Regions from separate parts of the Anas platyrhynchos genome. Here region 2 is linked to region 1. Evidence: chromatin contacts called from public Hi-C data. All regions are on one chromosome and are shown on one strand. Each heading gives the region's core, a stretch centred on a gene start, on an enhancer-like site or on the middle of the called end of the contact. The rest is flanking DNA. Distances are from core to core; before and after follow the strand shown. Region 1 has its middle 12 kb from the start of SYPL1. Region 2 overlaps LOC119715581 (a long non-coding RNA gene).

Region 1 (7,359 bases), core at 3,712-6,211:
CAGAGAGAACAAATTGCAAGGAAAAAAAAGAAACAAGATGAGGTTGGTCCTTTTTGCTGAAAGGCTGAGCAGAGAGCACAGCATCGTCTCAGAGGAAGCACAGAGGCAGAAAACCACAGCAGAGCCAGGAAATCTTAGGTTCTCCCTCATGAAGTGACCTGAGGTCTTTTGGTCACTGAAGACTGTTATCCTCTTCCCCAAGGCAGCGCAAGAGTTAAGAGTGCAAGCAGCTGCCATTGAGTGACAGGGCAATAAATCTCTGTCTCAAGGGCAATGGGAATGAAACTGCCTCAAGTATTATTGGAAAATCCCTCCTCATTTCTTACCGTGTTCAACCAAACAGAATTAAATCACTATTTTTTCCCTACTCAGAGCTGTGCATCTTGTAGATAAAGGAAGACAAATGTGTAACTGTCCACCTCGGGCAGCTTGCATGGTTGATGGTCTGTGCACAGGGGCTGTAGAAAATCACCTTTCAGGGAAGGTGATGGCTTGTCCTTACAGGAATCAGGCCCTATTTTGGTTAACTTGCTTTTTTCTTTTAAGTAGGGAAGATCCAATATCAACATTGCTGTCATAGCAGCAGCACAAGGAAATAAGTGATTTCCTGTCTGAGCGTGTTCCTCCACTCTGTGTTTTATTTTAGTGCTAAACCACAGCCATGCATATCACTCCACCCTGCCCTGGGACACTTCACCCCATTCCCTGGCATGGGGAAAACATCACAGAGGCAAAATATGCCCCCAAATGCTCACTCTGCACTTGCTCCAAATGCCTGCCCCAGAAATGCACTGCCACAGCAGAGTCTTCTGGGGCCTTGCAGTAGCTGAGGGCCCATCTTGCAACACATGCCCCTTCATTTTGGAGTGGTCCATGAAAATGGGGCCAAGAAATCCAACCTTTGGCATGATCTTCACCCAGAAATTGCTCCAGAATCCAGAAGATAATGAAACCCTCTATCTGGCTGTGCAAACCATGGAGAAAAACAAAACAAAACACCAGCAATCCTTCTTCTTGCTTTTTCTTTCCTTGATAATAACAACAACAACAACAAGACAAAAGATCTAACATATCCCAAGAGAGGTAGGATCTGCTTGGGTATGGTGCTGCTGATGTCCATGGCTATTGGCAAGGGCGTTCAGGGGTCTTACCATAACACAGAAATACAGAAAACATACTGCTGGCTGACTGCAAATCTCACAGTCGTCACCTGCTCCCTCACAAGCTTTTGAACGAGCTCTGGCCCCGAGCAATGTGCCCTTGCACCGGCTGGAGCAGGAAGCAGCAGCTGGGTGCAATGTGACTGCCTCTGCCCAACGCAGCTCTCACAGCAACCAAGTCATTATTGGCTTTGCTGCAGCGTGGGGCAGCTCTGGGGGCTCTGCTGCCTCCAGCCCTGGCTCCCTGGAGGCACCTGGGCAATCTTCTGCATTTGTCAGCATGTCGGAGATGAGTCCCAGGCTGAGGATTGATTTTCTTAATAGAACAGTCGAAATAAAGAACATTTTATTTACACACAGTTGAAATATTCTGCTGGATCCAAAATACTATGTTTTGTGTCTGTTTAGCTGTTATTCTATTCTTGTTATCAAAATAGGAAAGTTTCAGAAAAAAGCCTACCTTCAAAATGAAAAATAACAACATTTTAATTGAAAATGTGTAAAAATTAAATCTTTATTTCTATACATGTATGTAACACACATGTAACACACTAATCAAAACTTTTCATAACTCATTCCCTCTCTTGTATATATTGTGCCATTACCTTTGTCCAAAAGTTACTTTCTGAATTAGAAGCAACTTTTTGGTTAATACAAGAGAGGTTTGGGGGTAATAAGACATAAGGCCCAAATCCCAAGCCTTTTTCTAGTTCTGAGATTTTGCATCTGCTCACTTTTGCAACCACCAGCAGAGCTGTTGGCTCCTCTAAGTGCACCTTGTGTGAAATTCAATCCAGTGTTGGGGTCACCATGAAAATCAACCTAGCCAAGGTGTAGAGGTCCTTCTTGAGAGGTACGTGATCTATAGGCTTGTGATGCTTCATCTCACAGGGCTGAATGTGACCTTTAGATCCCTCCTTTGGCTCATCTGCCACCTTGTACATTATCTTTGGGACATTAATCATGGCAGGATGAGCTCTCCAGGGAAATGCTGCAGTGTTGCCAACATGCTGATTGCTGGTCCCATGGTACACAATGTACTTCTTAAGTCCCCAGCTTCTGTAGTCATATGATTAAGTGAGGATCTCAGCTTTCACAATTAAATGTAAGTTTCTAGCCATTGAGACTGCAGAGAAAAGCTGGAGAATGTCACCTCCTAAAGGTAAAGGATCAGAAGACAAATGGAAAGGAATCTCAGCTGTATTAAGAGCCTGATTTTTAAGTCAAGTGCATGACTTGAAAGCTGCATGGTTTTGAGGGCTAACTACTGACTATTCAAGACTTTGAATAAGAAATATTATTATGAAATTATTGAAGAGACAAAAAAATTGCTTCTTGCTTTCTCCTCCTTCTTTCCCTGCCCTTCTTCCTTCTTTTCTACGGCTCAAGCCTGTTGCTGACTCTCCTTGATGCTTCTCAGCCTGGAGATACCACTGGAGGAGGATGCTCTTAGCAGTCAGTCGGTGTGTGAGTGCTGGGGATTTTCCAGGGTTACAAAATGTTTTCCTTGCATCTGCCAAAGCTAACGGCAGCCGTCGCTGAACACGTGCCACTGGAAAATCACAAGCAGGCTGGCTGCCAACTATGCAGAGCTCTTTGGACGGAGGCATGTCAGGGTCTTGTGAGTGAAAGGACGCTGCCGTGCCTGAGCTGGCCGCGGGCACATGACAGCCCACGGCTGCATTTCCAGCCAGCAGGGCTGGGGCTGAGCCAGGCGCTGCCTGCAGATCCCTGCTGCCAGCCCTTGAAGCGAGCGTGGTGTGATGACGGCCCGCTTGCTGTCAGATGAGCACGCTCGGTTGTTAATGGAGGGCTCTACGTGGAAGCGAAGTGGTCAGCCTGGGACTAACAAAATGGCAGCTAACGGCATGCTGACATTCAGTCACAGTTCAGCGGGTGGACCTGCAACACGCCTGGAATCCCGTGCCAAGCCATTAAAACCCTCTCGCTCGGCAATGGGCATTTGTCAAAAAAAAAAAAAAAAAAAAAAAAAAAAGGTTAAAAGAAAAATGCTGAGGAATTAGACTACTGTGAGCACGTGAAGAGAAGTGTGGGGAATTTTACATTTACACTTCCCATGTAAGACATGGGCAGAAATCAATCAGACACATCCGAACACTATCCATACTGGATCATTTCTGGGGCCTGTCTGACCCCACAGTTTGTCCTGTGGTACTGCCCAAAACCAGGGGGAAAGCCCCTAAGGCTATGGAAGGGCTTCTTCCAGCCTCAAATGAGTTGAGACACATGGGATGCTGTGTGCAGTTTTGGGCAGCTCAATATAAAGACATAAAACTATAGACAGTGCCCAAAGGAGGACTGCAAAGACGGTGAAGGGCCTAGAGGGCAAGAATGTGTGGAGCAGCTGAGGCCCCTTGGTTTGCTCAGCCCCAAGCAGAGCAGGCTGAGGGGAGGCCTCATGGCGGCCTGCAGCTCCCTCACGAGGGGAGCGGAGGGGCAGGCGCTGAGCTCTGCTCTCTGGGGACAGCGACAGGACCCGAGGGAACGGCATGGAGCTGGGACAGGGGAGGGTCAGGCTGGGGCTTAGGGAAAGGTTCTGCACCCAGAGGGTGGTCGGGCACTGGGACAGGCTCCCCAGGGCAGTGGGCACAGCACTGAGCTGCTGGAGTTCAAGAAACATTTGGGCAGTGCTCTCAGACACATGGTCTGACTTTGGGTGGTCCTGTGTGGAGCCAGGAGCTGGACTCAGTGATCCCTGTGGGTCCTTTCCAACTCGGGATATTCTATGATTCTGTGGATTTTTTTCAGGGGAGTTTTAGGTTAGATGTTAGGAAGAATTTCTTTACTGAAAGGGTTGTTAGGCACTGGAACGGGCTGCCCAGGGAGGTGGTGGAGTCACCATCCCTGGAAGTATTCAAAAGACGTTTAGATGTAGAACTTAGGGATATGGTTTAGGGGGTACTGTTAGTGTTAGGTTAGAGGTTGGACTCGATGATCTTGAGGTCTCTTCCAACCTAGAGATTCTGTGATTCTGTGATTTGGTGAGGAACTCCATTTGCTAGGGGAACAGCCAGTAAACTGGCAAAAAAAAAAAAAAAAAAAAAAAAAAAAAAAAGAGCTCTTTTGTACATCCAAATGAATCCACCATTGTCACGATGTATGATCCAGAGAAAAGCTGGCAGGAAAGGCTGAATCCATGTAATTGCAGGAGATCATAATTTTGGGGAGTATAGGATAGGTGAGACTCTTGAGTAACGCACACAGAGAAGAGCAGGACATTCCCACAGGCACACACTCCTCTGTATACATCCGCGTGTTAGGTTGATTCTACACTCATGCTTTTGCATTGAAGCCAAATTCTTCAACTAAAACTCTATATTTCCATGGAAGATGCTCAACTGCACTCATTTTTTTAGGATATGACTTCCAAGCAGTTATTCTTGATTTATAGGAGCTTAATGAAAAAACAAATGAAGCTCCATTTCACAGAAGGTTCTGTCAAAACACTTAGGTCCTAAATTCTGTCTTCCCTTAACAATATGCATTTTAATCAGGTACTTGAAATTTACAGCGTAATGTAAATTATGTCTAAATATGTTATGTGCCAAGCCTATATGTACCTGTTTGAGGGAGCTCCAACAAAACCTCTCTCTTGGATGCTAACAGGAAAGTGTAGAGAAGGTAAAATTATTAGGTACTATGTATAGCCCAGGATTCGGTGTGTGCTCAGTGCAGAAGGGATGAAGAGAGGAAATAACAGTGGATTTATGCCTTTGCAGCAGCAGCCAAGCCGGGACAGCCTCACAGTGTGCTGTCTGTGACCCTCTGAGGTTGCTCCAGCTTTATGTTGGAGTAATACGCGCTGCTGAAATGCTGCCTGGGGCCAACAGGCCAGCAGCAAGACTGATTAAACCAGCTACTGAAAAACTCCCCAGCAAGCTAGTCAAAACATAGCACTTCCCAGCACTGAAACAGGACTCCTGGGTTTGGTTGTTTAAATTTTATGTACACACACACACGCTTGTACAGCAGACCATGACGGTGAGGTGACAGCACACCAGGCATTGCCTGCGGCACACCAGAGCCAGAGGTTTAAAGTGCTGTACACAGGTAAGGCACATGTTATGGTCTGTGCTCTAGTGACATGCAGATATTTGCTGAAAGACATATTGCAGAGACGGTGGCACCAGGACACCCCAGAGCTACCACATAATTAGGCAACTTGCACTTCCCTTCCAGGCTTTCTATTCTACAAAATATTCTCAGAGCAAAGGGCTCATTTGTGAATATGATGAATGGCTAACTAAAATGCCTTGTACAGCAGGATGCTCGCAGGGTTGGGAGCAGACACAGCAGTATTATTATTGCCCTGCCCACCTGGCTTCTTGCCAGCCTCTTGCTGCCTTCCATCTTCTGTCTACTGAAAAATTCCCCCGGGAATGATTAGCATGAGAGAGATCACAGGAAAAAAAAAAAAAAAAAAAAAAAAAAAAAAAACAGAGGCAGAAAGAAAGGCAGGTAATGGCTGAAGGAAGAAATCAGTCCTATGAGGACCCACATAAGCACCTAAACACCCGGAGAGGTGCAAGACCAATGCAAGTCCCAGGAACAGGGAAGAAGAAGAAAATACCAGGCAACTTCTTGCTCTGTGGCATGCTGGTGCCCCAGCCCTCCCAGAAAAATGATGCTCTTTGGAAAAAGTCAAAAGTGGCAAGGAGAGCTGCCTGCCCTGGAACACTGTTGGGCATCCCAGCAAACCACTGAAGCACTGGAATTTGGGTACGTGGACTTGCTCCCATGTATTTTCCAGGCATACTTCAGGACTGAGGGTGGTCAAGGGACAGTTCCCACCAGGTCACACAGCCACCTGGCCATGCTTAATTTCCCATAGCTGAAGCACCTCAGGATACTACAGTTTTCTTCCATATTTTATGTTGTGTTTGTACTGCCACTCATGATACTGATCAGGCTCCAAAAATATAAGATTTTTTAATATGTATATTTTTAATTTCACTGGAAAGATTGCCAAAGCAAATCTGAAATCTGATTTTTATGACCTTACTCTGAGGGCCAGTTTGTTTGTTTTTTCACAGCCCAAGTATTTGAAGGTCTGGACCCTTCAGCTAGCCTATAGGAAGATAGGCTTTTTCTTAAGATTTCTCTGCAATACCGTTCTAGGATAATTTGGCAACATTGCAGCATCTTTCTTGACTGTTATCCTCATTTGCTCCACTTTCTGCCAAAATCGTGCTTCTCTTGCAGGCGGGCAGGTATTGGCAGTGTCTGAATGCATTCCCTGGCTCTGGAAGCAGCAAGAGAAGGGCAGGGGTCACCATGCGCCTACTCAGTTTGTTTCTGTGAAATGTCAAGCGCTGAAGCAGTCTTGGAGGGAAGATGTTAAAAATGCAGCTCCCAAATTGCAGTGCCAAGAGTACAGTTTGCTTTTCTACATGAAGCCGGACTTTGCCAAACTCTTGGCTTGCGTGAAAAAGAGAGCTCAGCCTTGCATTTTGCGGGCTATGAACTTTTGCACTAAGGATTTATGAACTATTCTCACTAAGCAGCACTTGCATTAATGACACTGAGAGAGGCTTTTATATTTATACAGGGTGCTCGAGACTTGTTTGTGTTGTGTTTTGGTTTCTAAAAAATTTAATCCAGTCAAATGATAACTGAATTAACTACATAGCAACCCTTTAATTTCATTATGTCCTCTATTTCATTTTTTCCTTTATTTCTCACTGCTGCTTGCATTTTATTTAACCCATATGTATATTTGCAGTTTGTGAACTAAAACACACAGTCTACACAGTGCATTTCATTGCTTCCAAATTCTTAACAGACTCTTTAGGAGTATCTATTGTGTCTCATTTGGCAGACAAATAATACCTGCTTGGCCATCTGTATTTGTATACAGTTGTTCCACCCAAGACTTCCTTTCTCACAGTTTAGAATGAGAAATATTTGTACTGTTGAATAGATTAATTTTTATTTCGTGGCCTCACATCCATGACCCGGATTTGAGTTATAAACCTGTCATGTGTCAGGGCTCATTATCCACTGATTTCATAAGCTATTGTTACCAGGATAAATTTAGAATTAATCTGAAATTCACAATTAATAATTTGAGCAGCTCTACAAGTAAGGTCAGCCAACATCTACTGTCTTTAAGTTCATATATATTTAAGTTTGCTGACAAAATGACTTTTGAGCTTTATCTGACTTTCTTTGTTTTATA
Region 2 (6,852 bases), core at 561-3,060, 100 kb before region 1:
ACGTTTCTAGGACCGGTCCTGGCTGAGATTTCCACTGAGAAGCCCTGCTGCTGCCCTGTCCCTGCAGGATGCCCTGTTCCTGGGCACGTGCCTCTCCCAGCCTGCACAGACCTTGCAGACCTTGCCTCATGTTCTGCACCAGGAGGTGCTGCTGCCTGGAAGTCTGCATAAGAAAGGCACTCGGGCTCTCTAAAGTATCATGTAAATATCATTTAAACGCTGTTTGTTAGAGCTAGCACTGTAAAGAAAGAGAGAATAGCACACACAGTTTTACATCCCTTTTGATGACAGGAACCAGATGGAGAAATTTGTCCTGTGGCTGAGGGTTGCAGCTCGACATGGGAAATGCAGTGCATGGATGCATTGGTTGCTCCATGAGTGGCCCACAGACAGCAGTGGTCTGCTTAGGACCACTGCACCAGGCCATGCTGAGGCTTCCTCAGACCCCAATATCTTGCAAAACCTGGCTCCAGTCACACCAACCCTAGGCAGCACGTGTCCTGTGCTCCAGCCAGCAGCACCGTGCAGGTGGTGGGGGCTCACAGGGGGACCTCAGCACTGCAGACCTGCTCTGCACCAGGACATTATGTGCCAAGGATTTTGCATTCATGAGCTGGGCTGCCAGCAGTGGTAATTATGGCTTGGGCATATGGGCTAATCCCTTGCCTCTTGCTGTGAGATCACTGTCCTTGTAGCACATCTTTCAACAAGACACCTGTAAAAAACACTCAGCAAGTGAAAACTCAACCTTAATTCAGTGTTGCCAAACTCCTGAGTGTCACTAAGCAGATGTTCTTAAGCCATTGTAGGTTGAGGATTAACTGACCCAAGTAGGATAAACGTCACTGCCATGAGTGTGTTTGTCTTTCTGCACTGGCTGATTCACCAGGCTTGGTTTTGGTTTTCCATCTATTGTAGAAAAATCAGGTCTGGATCTCCTGTCACACACCCCTGCTGTGATTGCTCAGGCTTTTGCTAAGGGAGTGGAAAATGCCACCAAAGCAGAAGAACAGCACTTGTGCTCCTTGGGACTTGGGCACACTGCTCCAAGCAGGCAGAGGATGCATTGTCAGCGATGAATATTTAAGCAATAACAACAGGTCCATGGTGAAGAAGAAGCAGGACTTGGTCTAAGACCTGCCCATCTCCATCCCTACTAACCCTGCATCCCACTGGCCTCACTGGTGGGTTACCCAAGGAGCTTCCCCCTGGAGCTGGAGGCATGTGGGATGTCTCCCAGGGGAGATGGGGAGCCCTGAGAGGGGTCCTTGGAGCAGGGTGCTACCTCTCCCCGAGCACCCGATGGGTGATGGAGGGCTTTTCTTTATCCCTTCAGCTCAAGTGGGAGAGAAAATTGGAATATGCAGGCACACAGAGGTGTGTGGGGACCCTGAGCTGATAGGAGTGGGGACCCTGGACCCATCGTGCCTGGTGGCTGCCTGGACCACCCCTGTGGTGCTGCGTTTGATGGGTGATGCCTGAAAAGCACTGGTCCCTCAGCTCACAGCACTGTGCAAGGGCTCTACCACAAGGAAAATTGGTTTGGCACTTCTTGCTCAGTGCTTTACCATCTGTTTGGCCAGGATAAGTTTATTTTTCTCTGCCTGAAAGCAATATCTTTTAAATGGAGTTACCTTAACCTCCACAGAGGGTTATTACAAGTTATTTGGGCACATCTGGAGTGTACAGTGCAGCTGCTCAGGCTTCAAAAATCAGATTATCCTTTCCTTTTAAAACCTAGAGGAATGTGATCTTGAGCGGTGAGTCACTAACTGTGACGTAATCATCTGGACTGTTTCTGCTTAAAAAAGAGTCTCTGAGCATCAAACGGCAGTGCAGGGTACTGGAGGATGGACAAAAGCCTCCGGGCACTTCGTTCCAAGGGAAACCCAGCAGGGAATGTGCCTGGACCTGGTGGCAAGGGGCTGTGTCCCTGTGTCTGCAGGATGCAGGGTGCAGGATGCCTGATGTGGGGTGCAGGATGCTGGGTACAGGAAAGGGGATGCAGGATGCAAGATATGGGATGTGGGCATAGGCAGATGGACTCAGCCTGCAGCTAGGCATGCTCCTGCCCCACAGCATGCAGCACAGTACAGGAGGAAGCAATTCAGCATTGTGGAAATTGCACTGACCTGAAACAAAAGCAAATACCCAGGAAAAAAAAAAAAAAAAAAAAAAAAAGTGTGTTTTCCCTCACAGCTGTTAGGCAAATCCCTGGGCTGCAGACTTGCAGCCTGAGTGGGGAGGAAGTCTGGGAGCAGGGCTCTTCTCCTGCCCTCCCACCACTTCTGCCTCCCCTCCAGCATATGCCACCAGTGCGGTCCCTCCTGTCCCCATCAGCACAGCCCATCCTGTCCCCAAGCCCTGCAGCAGGGCTCTGTGCCCCAGCCATGGTCCCATGTGCAATGGGGTGGTGAGGACAGCACCGGGGTCCAGGCTTCCCCCCAGACCCTAGCACAGCAGATATCAGAGAGCACAGTGTGGATATGGTTGGAGAGCAGCCTCTCGCTTGCTCTTTCATTAGTCAATGAGTAATAATGCAATAAGCTGGTGAATGTCCTCTCGTTCCTGGTGGTGCCCCTGGACTTGCAAGTCCCCTGCTTGACTTCAGCAGAGCCTTTTGCACTTGTGTAACCTGGCCGTGCTGTTATACAACTACCTCTGTCTACAGGTGTTCTGGTTTCACTTGTGATTCATATCACGCAGGGGCTGAAACATGCTCGCTGGCTCCAGCAGAACAAAAGTCACGCAGCATTATGTAGGCTAAGGTTCATAGCACCTGGCCTCTTGAGCTGCAATAGCCATATCAAACAGATTGACAGTGGTTAATATTTACAGGACCAAAGATCACAGAAAATCAACAATGTGCGTGAGGTGACCGCGAAACAAAACTTTGAAGCCAGAGCTGATAACACTAAGGTGAAACTTTTCAAATGAAGGGGCCAGCAAAAATAACCATCAGTGTCTGGAATGTCTTCTTTCCCTCCTACACCCCCTTGTGCAACCCTGCACGTACAGCTTAGACTGAAAGCTTCTGACCCCAAAGCCAGGCTTTATATCACATGCTTCAGTAAAAGGATTTGTGATAGGCAAAGGGAGCACCAGGCTAATTCCAAAAGTATCTAGTTCATGTAATGCTTTCTTGGAATTTGTGTAACAACCAAGTATTGCAGGCTGGGGCTCCCTAAGCTGCTTCATGGTCTGTAGGATGTTGGCCAATTGACATTTTTTTCTGGACACAGCTCCCACTTGCAGACCAATAACATTGTGTACTCCCAGGTTTTGGCATCATGCAGGGTGAGATAAGACACAGAAGGAAACAGGCAGAAGAGCATGGCCTCCCCTCCAGCTGTTCAGCTGCAATGAGTGTTTCTGAGGTGAGGCCCAGGGAAGGTTTCTCCTGAAGTCACTCCAGTGCTGCACCCTCACACCAAAGCAAGGATCTCTGGATGTTCGCTCTGGATACTCTGTCTGGATGTTCACACTGCACCTCCTGCTTGGCAGCCCCAGCATAAATCCGAGTGGAGAGCAGGGCAGCAGTCCCACACCTGGGGACAAGGGCTCCATTTATTTTTTTGGAAAGCATCCTCATGCAGGGCCTGTCCCTGGCCAGGTGTCCAACCTCAGTCACAGCACAATCCAACAGTGTACAAAAGCTGGGGTGGAGCAGTGGTGCACCACATTTGCTGTTCATCGTGTCACAGATGATGCTCTAACTGCAGGCTTGTTTGTGGAGCAAGGAGTTAAGCTAGGGCTGGATGCAGATTGGGGCTCAGTCCCCTTGCACTGGGCTTGGGAAAGTGAAGGCAGGCAAAGATGGCATCTGAGGAGGCAATGTCACAAGAGAGGTGCAGAGGTGACCAGTCGTGGCCAGCAATTATGCTAAAGGCATCTAAAGAGGACCAAGTAATTGTACCTGTGGCCACAGAGCTCAGATGTAATCCCAGTAAGGAGGAAGACTTACTGCAAAGGGGTTGTGCTGGGGCTGCCCAGTGCTGTCCCCGAAGGATTCTTCTCTGGTCTTGCAATCCCTCAGCCTTGCATCCCAGAATATCCCTGAAACAAGAAATCTGGGGAAGGAGCCTCCCATAACCACCCCACAACCACCAAAGTTTACCCTTTCACTCCCCACAACCTGGAATGGCTGAGATATTTCTCTGAGATACTCTCCCTTCACAAATGCAGAGCGACCCCTCTGCACAGTTGAGTTGTTTGCTATTTAAATCGGCAGTTTTCAACCTGCAGCCCATGAAGTCCCAAGGGCAGGAGGTAAATAACCAACAAATGGGAAGACTCTTGTCAGAAGGCTTAAATTTGCCCCAGGGGGAATCCCACATCTGTTGGGGAAAATATCTGGGCCCATAAATGTAAAATGGTCCACAGCCTCCCAGATGCGTGTTTGCCCATAAAACATCTACTGTTCTTGTGGAGCTGCATTCCTGTGGAGTTAGAGTTTAGCCACATGATAAAAATAGCCAGGGCTAGCATTTGGAAAAGTTGCCCATGTTTTGTAAATTTGTAAAAAAAGCCATTATGCAAAAACAGTTGTGTCATGCCCGTGTCTTTTAATATCGCAGGGATTTAAATCTTGGCTAACCCAACTGGCCGGGCCAGTTCTTTTATAATCCTGAAGAAAAAAAATGTGAAGTCATGTGTATTCTGTGCGGGGCTCTATTTTTATTTCTCATATGCTTCTAGCTCTTTCTCCATTGCTAAACTGCTTGCATAATACATCGCAATTTTAATTCAGGTAGAAAAACAATCTGTGGCTCTTGGTGGCCCAGGCAGTAGGAAATGTTTTACCAGCAAAATTGGTCAGGTAGTTTTACTTGTAACTGAGGAAGAGGAGGGAGGTTCAACCACGTGAAGCTGGCAGTATTTCTATATTCTAGCATTTATTAACAAGACAAGGCAGGGATTTTATTTACTCTCAGAGGGATTGGTTTTCAATGCTGTGAGGCAATTTCGTGCCACACATGGAAAGCTCTGCTTAAACCCTCCGAAGGGTGCAAGTGAGTTAAGCAGAGACTGTCATTTCACCCGGTCCCATTAAACAGGGCATTCAGCATACAAAATGCTTCTGGGCCGTGAGCTCATCTTGCCACTTCCATATTTATTGAAGATAACACAGAATTAGGCAGCACTAATGACACTAAATGACATTTAGCTCTCTGCAGTGTGATTGCAAATGGCTTCATTGAAGTAGGCACGTACTGCTTGCCGTGTTTTGCAGACATGGAGGCTGAAGTGCAGAGGCAAGCTGCGCAAGGTGACAAAATGCTAACTGGCAGCTGGGGCTAGGACCCAGTCCTGCTATATTTTTGAGTGCCCTTGTGTGACATGTGTCCAGACTTTGCCTTATGGACCAGCTTCGGCTTTGCCTCTGCACTGCCAGCCCTCTGACCTGTCAGCCACTGGGATATCTCTGGGGATTTGAAAGGTTCATCTCCTCCTGGCCCCAGGTATGAACTAGCTGTGCTCCTGATCTTTTACTCACACCAGCACTTTAAACCCTTACATCTTACATCTTCATCCCTGGAAGTTATGTAAGAAAATATTCAGTAGCTGTTGTTGCAAAGTGTTATGTGGGCAGCTGTGCAGTTGGATTAGAGGATCCCCTGAGATCTGCTCCAGTCCTAACCGATTTTACTTCAATGACTAAAAACTGTTGCCATCCAATTTTCTGGAAGAGATGTGCTGCAGCAGCCCCAGCTGTTTATCACCTGCCATCTTTTGAGAGCTGTGGTTGCTCTAGTTTTCATCCTCCAGATCCTTTGCTGAGGCCACCAGTGCCTTAGGACAAATGTACCAGGTTTGCTGTCTAACCAATGGCTGATGGTTTGGATCTTGAAGTTGTAGGTCATGTGCCAGCAGCAGAATCCTCTCAAATTAAACACCAGCTGTCCACAGTACACTTGGTTTTCATCCATTTGGCTTTCTGGGCACCTTAGCCTAGTTGGGAACCATCAAAGAGCCCAGCTAGGCCCCCGCCTGTGGCACAACGCTCTTCACAGAACCACAGAAAGGTGCCGGCCCTCTGGAGCCCTCTGGAGACCATGTACTCCAACCCCTGCCCAAGCAGGGACACCCAGAGCAGGCTGCCCAGGACCATGTCCAGGCGGCTTCTGAAGGTCTCCAAGGAGGAGACCCCACAGCCTCTGTGGGCAGCCTGTGCCAGTGCTCAGTCACCCACACAGCGCAGAAGTGCTCCTGGTGTTCAGATGGAGCCTCCTGTGTCCCAGGTTGTGCCCATTGCTTCTAGGCCTGCCACTGGGCACCACTGAAAAGAGCCTGGCTCCATCTTTTTTGTACTCTCCCTTCAGGCATTTATAGACATTGATGAGATCCCCCTGAGCCTCCTCTTCTGCAGGTCCCAGCTCTCTCAGCCTGTTCGTGTAGCAGACGTCCTCCAGTCCCTTCATCATCTTTGTGGCTCTTTGTTGGACTCTTTCCAGTATGTCCACATCTCTTCTGTACTGGGGGGTCCAGAACTGGGCACAGTGCTCCAGGTGCAACCCCACCAATGCTGACTAGAAAGGAAGGGTCATATAGCAGTGGAGAGGGATCACCTTCCTGAGCTTGAAAGACGCTGATCCCACTCCACTACTAAAATACATCTTTCATAAAATATGAGTTTGCTTTTTACAGGATGGGCAAATCCTTTCATAACTTGACTGGATTTATTGAAGCCTATTGACTGTGCTGTACAAGCACTTCAGCAACCCCTGAAAAATTGCTTAGGTCACCACTTGCAGGGGATCTCTCACATTTTTATGCCTGCCCCATACATACACATGCATGTAGTTTGCATTGTATGTTCAACATGTATATATGGAGTTTGATTCCCATTGT

What was found. A called contact is a pair of places that touch in the nucleus more often than the background predicts.
Region 2: a Hi-C map of liver shows a contact between it and region 1, with 4 times the contacts expected there. The contact joins two enhancer-like sites. A contact is called at or near these places in 3 of 8 Hi-C or Micro-C datasets (liver, skeletal muscle and subcutaneous adipose tissue).

What each region holds. Positions count from the first base shown.
Region 1 is chr1:14,557,908-14,565,266 of IASCAAS_PekinDuck_T2T, reverse strand. No RefSeq gene overlaps it. Among named protein-coding and RNA genes, the nearest start is that of SYPL1, 12 kb to the right of the region's middle. Within about 2 kb of position 4,961, at least 3 of the 8 cell types and tissues checked have an H3K27ac peak or open chromatin away from gene starts, as enhancers often do. A contact at or near this core is called in subcutaneous adipose tissue, where this site is marked.
Region 2 is chr1:14,659,094-14,665,945 of IASCAAS_PekinDuck_T2T, reverse strand. All of the region lies in intron 1 of LOC119715581 (a long non-coding RNA gene), which reads left to right. Among named protein-coding and RNA genes, the nearest start is that of NAMPT, 51 kb to the right of the region's middle. Within about 2 kb of position 1,810, at least 1 of the 8 cell types and tissues checked has an H3K27ac peak or open chromatin away from gene starts, as enhancers often do. A contact at or near this core is called in subcutaneous adipose tissue, where this site is marked.